Linked DNA regions of Mus musculus: regions 1, 3 and 4 are each linked to region 2. The links are chromatin contacts, called in public HiChIP or PLAC-seq, capture Hi-C and promoter capture Hi-C maps. All regions are on one chromosome and are shown on one strand. The core of a region is the stretch at or near the end of the contact, and the rest is flanking DNA. Distances in the headings are between cores, read along the strand shown. Region 1 holds the start of Csf1 (colony stimulating factor 1 (macrophage)). Region 2 holds the start of Gstm4 (glutathione S-transferase, mu 4). Region 3 holds the start of Mybphl (myosin binding protein H-like). Region 4 overlaps Ahcyl1 (S-adenosylhomocysteine hydrolase-like 1).

Region 1 (3,337 bases), core at 291-2,790, 280 kb after region 2:
TCACTAGTATTCAGTGGTTCTAAACGTAATCACTACTCTCACTAGTATTCAGTGGTTCTAAACGTAATCACTACTATCACTAGTATTCAGTGGTTCTAAACGTAATCACTACTATCACTAGTATTCAGTGATTCTAAACGTAATCACTACTATCACTAGTATTCAGTGATTCTAAACGTAATAACTACTATCACTAGTATTCAGTGGTTCTAAACGTAATCACTACTATCACTAGTATTCAGTGATTCTAAACGTAATCACTACTATCACTAGTATTCAGTGGTTCTAAACCTTCTCAATGCTGAGACCTTTCAATACAGTTCCTCATGTTGTGGTGGCGCCCCAACCACAAAATTATTCCATTGCTACTTCACAAGTGTAATTTTGCTACTGTTATGAATCATAATGTAAAGCATATGATATGCAGGATATCTGACTTGTGACCCCCCAAAGAGGTTGCCACCCACAAGTTGAGAACCACCAGTTTAAAATAATGTAGAGAATGAATGAATGAATGAATGAATGCCAACTTAACTGGGAGGAATGGGTTGCGTCCAGTGGGAACACAGAAAGAAGGAATTATCCATCAGCCTGAAGCATCCCAGAAGGCTTTGCAAGACAAGGATAAGATGTGATTATAACCTTAAAAGGTGAGACATTCACCTTAAGATGGATGGGGGAAAGGAAGACTTCATGTCCGAGGAAGCAGCCTGAGCAAAGGTTTATGAGGGACGTTGTTGCTCTGAGCTAGGTAGTGCAAGGAAATGGAGGACACGTGACAAAAGTGCCCCTTTGAGACCAGACCACTCATCTGGGCATGACGGGATTGAAACACATTGAATCAGGATAAATGGAAGGAAGAAAAAGATCCTGACGTTGGCAATATAATTAATAGGCTCCTCTTGATAGGTTAATCTAGATCCATTCTCATGTAAAGACAAAATGTGATTGCACAAATGCATTTCCAACAGAGTTGAGGGAAATCTAGAGTCCAGGCACACCAACCTTTCCACATAAGCTGGGTTTGGCAGCCCAGGAGCAGGGGGCCAGCCAGTGCTTTCAGGTTAAGCACCTGAAGTGTCTCCTGGCAGAGTGCAGAAACACCCAGCTAGTTGTCACAGGACCAAGTCCTTCCTCTCCTACCCAGGTAGCTGGATGCTCCCCACTTCTCCCTACAGCCAGGGGAGAGGATAGTATAGTAGTATAGTAGATTCTTTGAACAATGCATAGGAGGGAGCAAGCCAATCTGCAAACCTGCTGCCCTGGGTTCCATGAGGGACTTGAATGGAGCTGCAGCAGAGAGGCGTTGGTCCATCCCCATTCAAGTCCTGTTCAATGTACTCTGTCCGTTTCCTGCTCAGATTTGAGGATTTTCGGGCCTTGAGGGAAAGTCCCTAGGGGCCAGCATTAGACCGAGAACAATCACACGAGATTGACAAGAGTGGCGAGCACAGAAGGAAAGGCAGTGTCTTGTCCAGAGCTCGAGAAGGGCGGGGGAGGGCGGTGGAGCCCGGGTTACTTTGAGGAGGCTGCACAGCCACAGAGCGACGGGGAAGAGAGCTAGCGGGGACGACCAGGCGGCCCGCTTGGGGGAAGGGAGTCGGCGGCTCAGTGGGCCTCTGGGGTGTAGTATGTGTCAGTGCCTGTGAGTGTGTTTGTGTGTGTGTATGTCTGTGTGTGTCTGGCGGAGAGCCAGGGTGATTTCCCATAAACCACATGCCCCGCCAGCCCGCCCGCTTAAAAGGCTGTGCCGAGGGCTGGCCAGCGAAGCTCGGCCAGGGGAAAGTGAAAGTTTGCCTCGGTGCTCTCGGTGTCGCTGCGGCTCTCTGCATCCCAGGACAGCGGCGTGGCCCTCGACCGGGGCGCGGGCTCTTCAGCCACTAGCGAGCAAGGGAGCGAGCGAACCAGGGCGGCCAACACGCCGTGCCGGGACCCAGCTGCCCGTATGACCGCGCGGGGCGCCGCGGGGCGCTGCCCTTCTTCGGTAAGCTGCAACCGTGGCGCGCGGGGCCCGGGCCGGGCTGGGGCAGGAGCTCTGCAGCAAGCAGCAGGCGGCTCTGCGGGGCCACTTGGAGCGGACAGCCCCTTCTCGCCAGCTGCCCAGGCTTCTCGGCCCTGGGTTCTGGCTTCCTTACTGCTTCTAAGCTACGGCTGAGGCCCGCGGTATTTCAATAGCTGCTCCTGGGGCTGCAGCGCTTTGCGAGGTAAAGAGAAGGCTGCTCATCCCATTGCACGGAGGAGAACACTGAGCTACCCACAGGCTGGAGAGAGAGATGGGGGTCTGGGGGGGGGGGGTATCGCAGGGATTGGCACAGGCCCAATGTCTGCCAGAATGGTCAACCAGGTCTCCAGGTTCCGAGTGACACAAGATCCGAGTGTGGCATCATCCCCAGTAGATATCTTTCTTTGGTTGTTGCACATGTTTTAGGCCCCAGTTGGGAGTGGGCCTTCAGGGTAGGGAAAATTCAGGCTCACTCAGCTTTACACCAGGACCTGTGCTGAGCAACCTGTTGGCAGAGAGAGAGAGAGAGAGAGAGAGAGAGAGAGAGAGATGGGCATGCTGCTACTTGTTCAATGGATGTGTAGGAACTATTAGGGACTTGGGTGGCTCTTTGAGGGGAGCTGGACCCGAATCTTTTCTTGAAGAAAATGAGATGGGGCTATTCTAGACTCTGCGGCTGACTGAGGAAAGAAAGTGCAAGGAGAGTTCAGAGCTGCAGCTGATAATGGGCTGCTCAGAAGCTGTCTCCAGTAATGGCAGCAGATGATAGCATGGCTCTTACAGAGTGAAGGATGGTACTTTCAATCCACAGCAAGTGGGTTTGCTTCAGAAGAGAATGAGAGGGAAAACCTGGAGGGTAGGAACCGAACTTGTGATGGGCAGCGCGTTGCAGGTGTCTGGGAGGAGAGAAAAGTAGAACAGCAGAGAGAGGGGCTCAGTGAGAGGCAGAAGGTGGGGTTAGGAGGAGGGGAAGGGAGGAAGTTATCCCACATGCAACAAGCATAAAGAGAGAAGAGGGAAGAAAAGAAAGACTACAAGGAGACATAAGAGGAAAGAGAGGAGGCCGAGGTTCAGCCAGGCAGTCAGGCCGGGTCTCTGTCTGCAGACTGTACTGATTGGAAAATGGAACATGATGTCTTGAAGTGCTCAGAGACTGCCGCAGTTTCCAGGCTGCTCTCATAGTCAGAGGCTGAGGCAGTGGGTGGGAGGAAGAAGCAAGCCAGGAAGAGCCTGTCCAGCCAGATGCAGGCTAGAGTATTAACCCTTGGGTGTCCATCTGTATCCCTGTCTATGGCAGCATTGGGGTTACAGAGCCAGATCCAGGAGTGGCTGGTC
Region 2 (3,265 bases), core at 135-2,634:
TACACAATTAAGGATTACAGGTCCATGTGTGATGACACACGCCTTTAATTTCAGCACACAGAGGCAGAGACAGGTGGATCTCCGTGAATTCAAGGCCAGCCTGGTCTATACAGTGAGTTCTAGGACATCTGGGGATATGCAGAGAGTGACACATCCTTGTCTCTGAGAAACAACAATAAAAACCAAACAAAAACTTGCCCCCCCCACCCCCCCAAACCTTCAAAACACCACCATCATCAACCAAAAAACCCAAAAAACAGATTACAGCTGCGTGTTATCTTAGGTCATAGAAGTTTATTACATGGAAAATCCAAGACAAGTATTTCTTCTTACATCATTCTCTTAAAGGAAGGCTAAACAGACAGACAGAGTACATAGTAGAATAGCAAGCTTAAGGGACTTCAAGATGTATTATTAACTCTTGCTGTGAGGTCCAGTGAAAGTCCCAGTCTCTTAGAATGTGAGAATTATTTTTGTCACAATGCATTGCCACAGTACATTCTTAACATTAGTAAGAATTGTAAGTATGGTCACCTGCCACTTTAGCACATTTTAGTTAAAGATGGACCCTATATACTCAGGAAGACTTATAATGGAGCTTAAAATTCTTATTTGGTGATCTTGTAGAAGTCTTAATGTAATAACAAAATGCAGTGAGTGTGTGATGTCTGTTGTACAAAATGAGAGCCCACTTCCCTAAGCCCCCCTCCGCAGACTACAGTCTTTGGACACATACGACAACCAATGTTGTGTGAAGAAACAGTGTGCCTTGCTATGAACAGCAGCTATTGAGAACTCAGACATCTCTCTCTTGATTGCATTTGCTATAAACTAATCCTGAGTTGTCACATGCTGACCCTGTGTACCCTCGGACATTTCAGAAGTCTTAGGTCTGTGTAAGTACACACTAAGACGGTCACTCAATAGAGAAAGCTGCCTCTGTCCTTGGGTAATACAGACATCCTGACCATGTATGAAACTTCAAATTTTCCATTTTCCACCCTTTTTTTGAGTCAGGGGTTTATCTGTGATAGAAATAATCTCTTTGAATTCAGATGAGGAACTTCTGAACAGAAAGACAACATGTTCTCTGCCAGACGGAAAAACATCACCTGGGGACCACTGTCATCAGCAGAGCCCCGCAGAAGTCTGTCTTGTTTGACAGCAGGGTTGAAGTGCTTAATCAGCACTTCCGGGTTGGGGCCTCTCCTAGTGGCCTGACCCTCCCACAGACCGAAGGCAACAGGGTAAGAAGGCAGAGCGGTACGGCAAAGGCAGGGAGTTACTAGAGCTCTGCATCTGCGCACCGGGCTGGACGATTGGGCGGAACTGCAGGCGGGATCGCTTATTACGCTTTCCGGTCTGTTGGGGGCGGAGCTCAGTAATTTGGCTTCTGTAGGTGACTGTCAGGGGAAAAGCTGTAGAGCAGGGTGTGTGTTGCGGGGCAGAGTCTGGAGGGGCAGGATCACGCCGGGCACCAGCCCCGCCCAGGGACCCGAGGGCACTAGGATAAAGTCAAAGTTGCTCACACCGGAGGCCGGTGGACTCAGTCTCAGGCACCAGCATCATGCCTATGACACTGGGTTACTGGGACATCCGTGGGGTGAGCAACCACCTGATGAGTGGGAAGGATTGCAGGGTTAGGAGAAGGCGAGCTGGGGGGTGAGGATGGGGTGGGGCGAGAGGAATCCCTTGCTTGTCTGGCTCAGGGTCTTGCACACATGTCCTTGCTGGTTTGTGCGCCCGTGTATATGCACTTGGAGGAGGTGAAGTCACACAGAAGTCCCCCGCCCCCATTCCTATCTTTTCAGCTAGCTCACGCTATTCGGCTGCTCCTAGAATACACAGGCTCAAGCTATGAAGAGAAGAGATACACCATGGGAGACGGTAATGCTATTTGTCGGTCAGACGTCTCCTGTCCATTGGCGCCTAGCAATTGGTGCCTACATTACATTTCACGCCTCCCGCACTACGGGGCTCCCCCAGATGGACTTAGAATCTGCCTCTTTCAGTAAGCCCCAGAGAGCTGGGCTTGACCTTCCTTCCTCCTGGAAGTGAAGGGGTGGATACCCCTCCTGTTGAAATTAGATCACATTCCTCATCAAGATTTGCCTAAACTTTGTAGGCCCCTCAGTTCCAAGCACTCTTTATTCCTGAAACTTTCAGGGATAAAGGCTCACTGTGTGAGGTTACAGATCCTTGTCTTAGGGGGTTGGGTCCCTGAAATAGGTGTGTTGGACACTGGGCTGATTTCTCTTTATGCAATCTCATCAATCACAGCTCCTGACTATGACCGAAGCCAGTGGCTGAGTGAGAAGTTCAAATTGGGCCTGGACTTTCCCAATGTAGGTAGAGGGGGACGGGGAGGTTTGGGGACGGGGAGGTTTGGGGAAGTCATCTCACCTCCTCACCTGGAAGAGGGGCTTGGAGTCAATGCTTCCTTCTGTTCACTTGCTTCCGTTCCTGGTGGCGTTTCTGAGATGGGCTGTGTCCTAGCTTTTCCATTCAGTGTGCAGTGTGTTCGTAGAGGGCTTCCCATGCTAGCCATGATGAACGGCAGGCCACATGTCAGTCCTAATCCAGAGAAGGAAGGCTGGGACCTCACATCCTGTCTGACCATCCTTTATTGTCCAAGCAGTTGCCTTACTTGATTGATGGGTCACACAAGATCACGCAGAGCAATGCCATCCTGCGCTACATTGCCCGCAAGCACAACCTGTGTGAGTGGGGCGTCAGCAGGGTGGGGTGGGGGACAACCCCCTTGGCTTGGCTGGTGTGAGGTGTTGAAGATGCGTCTGTGCTGTGTGTGCTGCAGGTGGGGAGACAGAGGAAGAGAAGATTCGCGTGGACATTTTGGAGAACCAGGCTATGGATGTCTCCAATCAGCTGGCTCGAGTCTGTTACAGCCCAGACTTTGTGAGTCTCATCTCACTCCCTCCCTGGGCTGGACCAGGCAGCGTTTGGGTCAGGAGTCAGCTCCCTCAGGTTCCCAATCTGCACAGATCTTATTTACCTTTTGAATTTCTTAGCCTCTTACCCTCCAGGATGTTTCATGTGTTGTCATCAGCTGTCCCCATGACACTGAACTATCAAATGAATGCTCTTACTTAGGCCCCACCTATTTTAGGGTGCAGTCCAGACTTCCCAGAGTGGACATTAAGTTCCTAGATAGTGGAGTTGTGTTTTCCAAGTGTTTTCTACCTGTGTCCTCTGCCAGCTAGTTCATATCTTTGCTGGTCACGAAATACAGGAATATCCCATGGAT
Region 3 (3,299 bases), core at 176-2,675, 320 kb before region 2:
AAAAAAAAAAAAAAAAACCAAAGGATCTTCTTTAGGGTAAGGAGTGGACAGTTGTGCTTTTGGGTCCTAGTTGGAGAAAGAACTTGGTTGTCTTGTCATCTCCTTCTTGGAAATATTCCCATGTTGCTTTAGCCTCTTACAGTGCTGATCAGCCATCCTTCTAACTGACCTTCCTGGGAGATGTTTAAAGTCATTTTACAGAGAAGAAACTAAAGTGGAGCAGTTGAATTGATTTGTTCAAGGTCACTGTGCTGTTAGCGTCACTCCCAGAAAGGAGCCTGGGGTGTTGCCTGCCAGCCTACACCGTCTATTTTTCTCCTACCTCTTTCCTTTCCAGGAGTTCATGGACTTCTCCTGTGTGTGGTTTTCAAATCTTCTGCAAAATTAAGGGGTTATAACGCTAGGACTTTGTTGGGCTAAATGTTTAGCACAGCCACAGGGCTGCTAAAGACCATCACAAAGAAGGGAAGAGCTATCTCCCATCTCTCCCCTGGGTTTGCAAACCCACGTATAGTGGAGACACACACAATTGCCCAGGTAAGCTGTGGTGGTGACAGGTGGTACTGGGGCAGGTGGCAGGATGATGGGGCTGGGGTAGGCACCACATACTCTCACCTGGAAACTGGAAATGGAGCGCTTTTCCCTGAAAGGCTCTTCTTCCTCAGAGCTCTGACTTTGAGAGGCCTTGGCCAGTGAGCCAGGGTGGGGTGTTAGGGTAGGCCCTGATGCTGCGGCATGACCCAGGCAGAGGCCGGGTATCATGCTGTCCAAGATGTTCAACCTCCTCATAGCCAACAGTTTTAATCACTCTTTACCTCTACAAATGGCCACTCTCCTCCGTTCCCTTCCCAATGGGTTATTTATTCTACTGGATCCTCCAGGACCTGTGACTGTTTTTGATGGTGAAAATATAAACAGATCACTGCTGGTCACTATAAAGTGCCACAAACACTGACTTCTCAGCTAAAGAATAAAATTACAACAGAGACATTTGAGTAGCAAGGCGCAATTTGAGAGGGAAGTAAGGGCTCCCAGAATATTTCTGCATTATCCTAACTAGAAGTTCCCTAAAGTTATTAAAGCTTATGCACAGGGGTGGGGGCGACCCCTAAGGGTATATTCAGAGCAGTAGGAAGTTCCCCTCTCCCACACCACTCAGCATCCCCACCCTTACAGACTGCCACAGATCACCTTCAATAGAGGGCAGGAGCTGCAGAGAAGGGCTGCCTGCCTCCTGTTGATGTGAAGTCCGGGGTCCTTTAGCATCCGCTGGGTCAGCAGCTGCTTCTACCTGCCGCTGGGAGCATGAGGCTATCTCCAGTGTGGTGGCTGTCTCCATGCCTGGGGTCTAGCTGAAAATTTTCTTTGTTGCTGGTGAGGGAGGGGCTGTGCACCTGCTGTCCAGGCTGGTCTCCCTGGGGTCACAGCCACAGGCTTATGTAAGTGGGCTGGCTTTTCCCCACCCACTACTCCCACTGAAGGGAGAAGTAGGGGCCAGGAGAAGAGGAGGATCAGAGAGCTGCCCAGAATAGCCGCGGGAGGAGGGCTGAGGTGGCCCTGTTATCTTGTGAGTGAGATGACACCCTACAGCATTAGGAGGGAGGGGAGAGTGTGAGCAGAGTATATGAGAGGGACTTCTGGCTTTGAGGGAGGCCTGAGCTGCTGGCATCTCTGCTTCTGACCTCCAGCTCATTCAACAGGGCGTAAGGTCCGAAGAGCAGTGAATTCTCAGGCACACCGTTAGCTCTTGCCACACTTGTTGAACAGTAGGTCATTGAAGAGCTGGTCTCTATACCTTGGCCTTCATGGGGACCTCTGTTTGCTGTCCCAGCCCCAAGGGCAGGGGAGGGTTGGGGAGAAGTGGGGACAGTCAGTCCCCTGTTGCCAGACTAGTTAGTGACACATGAGCTCTGTCATCAGCTTGCTATGTGACTAGTGATACCCCATGATCTCTCGGCCCCTCTGTGTGTGTGTGTACTGGAGTTTTTCTCCCCTCCACCCTGTGTGTGCGTCTGTGTATGCGTGTCTATGTGTACTAGGACACCCCCCCCCGTGTGTGTATATGGTATGTGTGTATGTCTGTGTATGTGTGTATGTGTGTACTAGGAGGACCCCGCCCCCATGTGTGTGAGTGTGTATGGGTGTGTGTGTATTTGTATGGTGTGTGTGTTGTGTGTGTGTACACTCCCATGCACACGCATTGGGGCTTGAACCCGGGGCCTTGTGCTTGCTAGACAAGTCCTCTACTACAATGCCACTGAGCTACACCTAACACCCCCAGCATCTCATAAATTGGGTTTCATTTGTGAGATGGAGATAATAACCATAGGGTTGTTGTGAGGATTAAAAGAGGTAATCTCTGGAAAGTGCTTAGCAGAATGTAGCTGACTAAGTGCTGGATAAATGGAAGCTATTTTTAGGTCAGGCTGGCATTTCCCCCTTTGAAAGCTGTCAATGGCTCTCTTCCTATGAGATAAAGCACAAATGAAGTGCGAGGCAGCCTCACAGGGGAGGAAGCTCCCCAGAGACAGGGATGTGTGACATTTGGCTGTACCATTCAGCCACCAGCTGATGGCTCTGAACCTCAGGTCTGTGTAACTGGGGGTGCTGATGCCAGGACTGTGCCTAGGATCCAAGGGCCAGCCCACAGTCAGCACTGGCTAAACCCGAGTGTCCCCAGCTGACTGCCGTGCTCATCCAGAGCCACTCCACATTGGACCCTCCACCCAAATTGTAGGATTTCTTATCATAGCCCCCCCTTCCTAACTGTATTTATCTAACCATTTTTGCTTTTTAAAAAATGTATATCCATGCATCATGTCCATTCCTGGTGCCAATGAAGGCCAGAGGAGGGAATTGGATCTTCTGGGACAAAGTGAGCCTCCACAGGATGCTTGGAATCAAACTTGGAGCTCTAGCACATATTTGAAGGTCAGAGGACATCTTTCCAAAGTCAGTTCTCTCCTTCCACCATGTGGGTCCCAAGGATTAGACTCAGATAGCCAGGGTTGGTGGCAGTCATCTTGAGCCAATGACCCATCTTATCAGCCCCATATATATACTCCTATATACTCCTCCTTTTTTTTTTGGTTTTTCGAGACAGGGTTTCTCTGTGTAGTCCTGGCTGTTCTGGAACTCACTTTGTAGACCAGGCTGGCCTTGAACTCAGAAATCTGCCTGCCTCTGCCTCCCGAGTGCTGGGATCAAAGGCGTGTACCACCACGCCCGGCTTCCTCCTTATTTCTTCATTCATTCATTCATTCATTCATTCATTTATTCACTTTACATCCTGACTGTTG
Region 4 (3,521 bases), core at 377-2,876, 360 kb after region 2:
CAAAGCCATCTGTTACTATTACATGGAGAGTTGAAGTACATACACAGATTTTGAGAGAGCTTTAGTTCTTGCATCGATCTTTCATAGGATGAAGTACTTAGTGCTAAGTGAATATGTTGACTAAAAGAATATAATGCACGTTGTATATTGTCCTGATCATTGTCACTTATCCATAGGATCATAGTAGTGTTCTAGTAGGTTTTCATTTTAATTTCCTCTAATTGGATAGAGAGAAGGTAAATTTGAATTAGGTATGGGAAGAGGGGAGGGCAGCTGAGCTATAGTGTGTGTAGATCATATATTTTCAGAAGTAAACTCAACTTTGGGTAGTAAAAAGTATTAAGATCAATTAAACAAATAATTACAGTTATTTTTCTTTTGAAGTTTATAACGTTTTTGGGTTGCCTGTGTTCCCTTTGTCTTGGTAAGTACTGTACCATCTTGTAGATCACTCTGTCACTATACCAACCATAATGAACCCAAATTATTAGGTCAAGCTTTTCCTAATGGGCCTCAGTGTTACAGAGAACTCAGTCCAACCATCATAAGTTGTGCTTTAAAATAGCACACTATACTGATATGTACTATACTGGCCTTCAAATGCAGCAAGTAGACATTGTTTGGATGTGCTCGATGGAAAATGGTCGATGTACCCTATCCTTCCTCAGATATGCTGTTAATCTGAGAGTGGAGCCGAGTTGTACTTGGGGTACTTTGTCTATGTTTCCTTCTTTCTTCCTTGTACTTACTACCTTATGCTAAAGCACCCCAGTGAAAACCTAACAGTTGGAGGAAATCATAACAATAAGAAGTAATACAAACCATGCTTTTGCAATTGTCTTTGGGTTTTCTTTTATCCAAATGACCATATTTTTCCACTTAACTACTGAGTTTAACCCAAACAGAAAGCTGCTATTAGATCTGGTTTCACTAGAAACCAGAAGTTGGTTTTGGCAGCAGTATCCTTATTTACAGCATAAAGGTGAACAGCATGCGAAGATTCTTTCCACCAAGGGAGGAACAGCTGCTAGCTGGAAAGAACCTGTAGAGTTAGACCCCTGGGGGAAACGGGCAGAGCCATGGCATTCAGAAGCAGCTGCTGTGAGACGAGACTCTGCAGCTTGTAGTTCAGGGTAGCAGAGAAGACAAGGATATCATGCATCTGTGTGCTGCTGGACCACCTTACAGACAGCTATCCACTATGCCAGTACTTGAGTTAACACTGCCTACTTCAAATGTGGACAAGATCTATTATTTGAGAGATGGGGTGTTAGGAGCACTGCACATAGTAGTAAGCTACTTGCCATAGTCTACTATTTTTAGATGGGAAAGATTTTGCTAAGCTTTAGACCGCTGATAAGCTTTATTAATACAAGGAGAGATTATGTCTATTAATCTCCGGTTGCTGAAGAAATATTTCTAACTTGCTACAACTGCTTCTCTATGTTTTTTATCTAAAAATCTGCAAGTGTTACTGAAGTGCCTTCCCCCACCTCACTGCAACGTAGGTGGTATCTGGAATCATGCCCAGAACCTTTTGAAAAAAAAAGTAGAAGAAGAAGGGGAGGAGGAGGAGAGGGAATCTAACAGCCAGGAGAAGGGAGCACTTCCGAACAGGCTGCCCATGCCAGCAGCAGGGAACCCTGTGGAGGAAGTGCTGCCTCTGGAGCTGTTACAGCCACTAAGGAACTCTTGACTATATTTTTTTCACTGCCAAAGTAACTGCATATTAGGTTGGAATTCGTTGCTTTGGTCATCTCTCCTTGATTTACATCTTGCCTATTGAAGAAGTGAAAGTGTAATTGGAAATCCTATTTAGAAGGATTTAGTTTTTGTTTGTTTTTCTTTTTGAATGCAGCTATGCATTTGAAGTACTTAAAATTAAATTTTTAACATTTAAAGTAAAATATCTTGGGCTTTATGATGATATTTGTTAATCATATTCTGAAATGATATATGTGGCTCAGCTTGGGTTGTAATTGTCTTTGAAGCTTGACTTAATATTGTACGAGAAAAGAGTTTTAAAGGTTTACTTATTCTGCAGATGTTTATTAAATACCTTCCTGCATGTGTGAGGCCCTGACCTGCTCTGGGGGTATGTAGTTCTTCTTTATGTCTTCAGTGTCTGTTTTCAGACTTAATAAAACAGGCTCTCCCTTTCTGTGTCAGAGTTGCCTGAAGAAGAACTTCCACAGTTAGATGGTGAACCGAGATGAGTTGTAAACACGCAGGTTTCTGTCTCTGATCTATTTGATTCTGTCCTCTGCGTTTGTGCTTAGTGGGAACCATGCTGAATAGGAAGTTCAGGACAAGCCAGTGTCCCCTTGTTTGCTACTTTATGACTGTAGAGTCCTACCAGTTCTGTTTTTCATTTGTTCATTCTAACTGCCGATTGATTCCAGAGCTACAAACCAAAGCTTGGTTCTTAGGCTGCAGTGTCACCCCAGCAGAGACTGTATGTGTTGGGAGAGGAGGATTGTACAGCTGTAGCTAATGTAGAGTCTACTTTTTAAAATGTGTCATTTTGTGTATATGGATGATTTGCCTGTCTGCATGTTTGTGCACAGCATGAGTTCAATACCTTAAGAGAAGGGAGTCGGGTCATCTTAGGCTCAAGTTATAGACAGTTGTGAGCTGCCATATTGGGGCTGGGGATAGAACTCAGGTCCTCTGGGAAAGCATCCAGTGCTTTTAACCACTGAACTATTACCCCAGTTTCTGGTTTCCTCTTTTCTAGCTTGAAAGTGTTGATGACTGGGTCATTTGTATTATGCAGAAAAACTTTTCACCTATGATAGTATACAGTTTCATTGATACTATTTGCTAACAACATAATTTAATAGTTTCTCCATAGGAACCTTTTCAGAGCTCTGAGTCTGAATCCAGGTTCTCAATTTATACTCTTTTTCAGGAATGTGGGTTTTATTTCAAATTTTGTAGAAAGAGGTCATCAGAATTCATGTGAGAGTTCAGTGATTCTCAACCTGTGCATTGAGACCCATTTGCCAAACTTCTGTCTCCAAAATTACTTACATAACGGTATAATTTTATAATTTTATGCTTGGGGGTCACCACAAATGAGGAACTATATTATAGGGTCTAAACAGTAGGAAGGCTCAGAACCACTGGTTTAAGCCATATAATTCCATATTTTTACATATTACTTTGTTTATAAATAATACTGATTACAAACTATTTTCAATTTATTAAAGCCAGTGGTCCAAATATTCTACCATGTAGATATGGTGACACATACATATAGCCCTAACACTCAAGTTCTAATGGGCTGATACAGGAGAATTGTGAGTTCTGAGCTAGCCTAGGTCTTTTTTTTTTTTTTTTAAGATTTATTTATTTATTATATGTAAGTACACTGTAGCTGTCCTCAGATACTCCAGAAGAGGGCATCAGATTTCGTTACGGATGGTTGTGAGCCACCATGTGGTTGCTGGGATTTGAACTCCGGACTTTCAGAAGAGCAGTCAGTGCTCTTAACCACTGAGCCATCTCACCAGCCCCTA

What was found. Promoter capture Hi-C pulls out the DNA fragments that hold promoters and counts their contacts. HiChIP or PLAC-seq counts read pairs in DNA pulled down with a chosen protein or histone mark. Capture Hi-C pulls out chosen DNA fragments and counts their contacts.
Region 1: a capture Hi-C map of macrophages shows a contact between it and region 2, with 2.6 times the contacts expected there. The contact joins the promoter of Csf1 here to the promoter of Gstm4 in region 2. A contact is called at or near these places in 19 of 39 promoter capture datasets (the 3T3-L1 cell line, 3T3-L1-derived adipocytes, the C10 cell line and 13 more), 6 of 484 Hi-C or Micro-C datasets (the AML12 cell line, the C2C12 cell line, the HPC-7 cell line and 3 more), 2 of 115 datasets of contacts at active chromatin or transcription factors (pancreatic cancer cells and stem cell-derived neural progenitor cells) and 1 of 9 other capture datasets (macrophages).
Region 3: a contact with region 2 is called in a promoter capture Hi-C map of neural stem cells. The contact joins the promoter of Mybphl here to the promoter of Gstm4 in region 2. A contact is called at or near these places in 3 of 39 promoter capture datasets (embryonic stem cells, neural stem cells and pre-B cells) and 1 of 115 datasets of contacts at active chromatin or transcription factors (pancreatic cancer cells).
Region 4: a contact with region 2 is called in an H3K4me3 HiChIP or PLAC-seq map of bone marrow-derived macrophages, with 6 times the contacts expected there. The contact joins the enhancer-like site here to the promoter of Gstm4 in region 2. A contact is called at or near these places in 24 of 39 promoter capture datasets (the 3T3-L1 cell line, 3T3-L1-derived adipocytes, the C10 cell line and 15 more), 2 of 15 datasets of contacts at CTCF or cohesin (the NIH/3T3 cell line and embryonic stem cells), 13 of 484 Hi-C or Micro-C datasets (the BV-2 cell line, the G1E-ER4 cell line, Th1 cells and 8 more), 26 of 115 datasets of contacts at active chromatin or transcription factors (the 230-238 cell line, T-cell acute lymphoblastic leukemia, acute myeloid leukemia and 19 more) and 4 of 9 other capture datasets (adipose tissue, embryonic stem cells, macrophages and 1 more).

What each region holds. Positions count from the first base shown.
Region 1 is chr3:107,758,672-107,762,008 of GRCm38.p6, reverse strand. Csf1 (colony stimulating factor 1 (macrophage)) reads left to right here and starts at 1,540. Exons shown (of 9, transcript NM_007778.4): 1 at 1,540-1,984. The coding sequence starts at 1,946. All of the region lies in intron 1 of Gm40121 (a long non-coding RNA gene), which reads right to left.
Region 2 is chr3:108,042,975-108,046,239 of GRCm38.p6, reverse strand. It overlaps Gstm4 (glutathione S-transferase, mu 4), which reads left to right and starts at 1,384. Exons shown (of 8, transcript NM_026764.3): 1 at 1,384-1,603; 2 at 1,812-1,887; 3 at 2,281-2,345; 4 at 2,639-2,720; 5 at 2,816-2,916. The coding sequence starts at 1,568.
Region 3 is chr3:108,363,037-108,366,335 of GRCm38.p6, reverse strand. Mybphl (myosin binding protein H-like) reads right to left here and starts at 1,425. Exons shown (of 9, transcript NM_026831.1): 1 at 1,192-1,425. The coding sequence starts at 1,339.
Region 4 is chr3:107,678,981-107,682,501 of GRCm38.p6, reverse strand. All of the region lies in intron 1 of Ahcyl1 (S-adenosylhomocysteine hydrolase-like 1), which reads left to right. It overlaps Gm52629 (a long non-coding RNA gene), which reads left to right. Exons shown (of 2, transcript XR_003954676.1): 1 at 1-1,733; 2 at 2,045-3,521. Among named protein-coding and RNA genes, the nearest start is that of Gm52629, 3.8 kb to the left of the region's middle. Within about 2 kb of position 1,626, at least 87 of the 459 cell types and tissues checked have an H3K27ac peak or open chromatin away from gene starts, as enhancers often do. A contact at or near this core is called in the G1E-ER4 cell line, adipose tissue, astrocytes and 9 more, where this site is marked.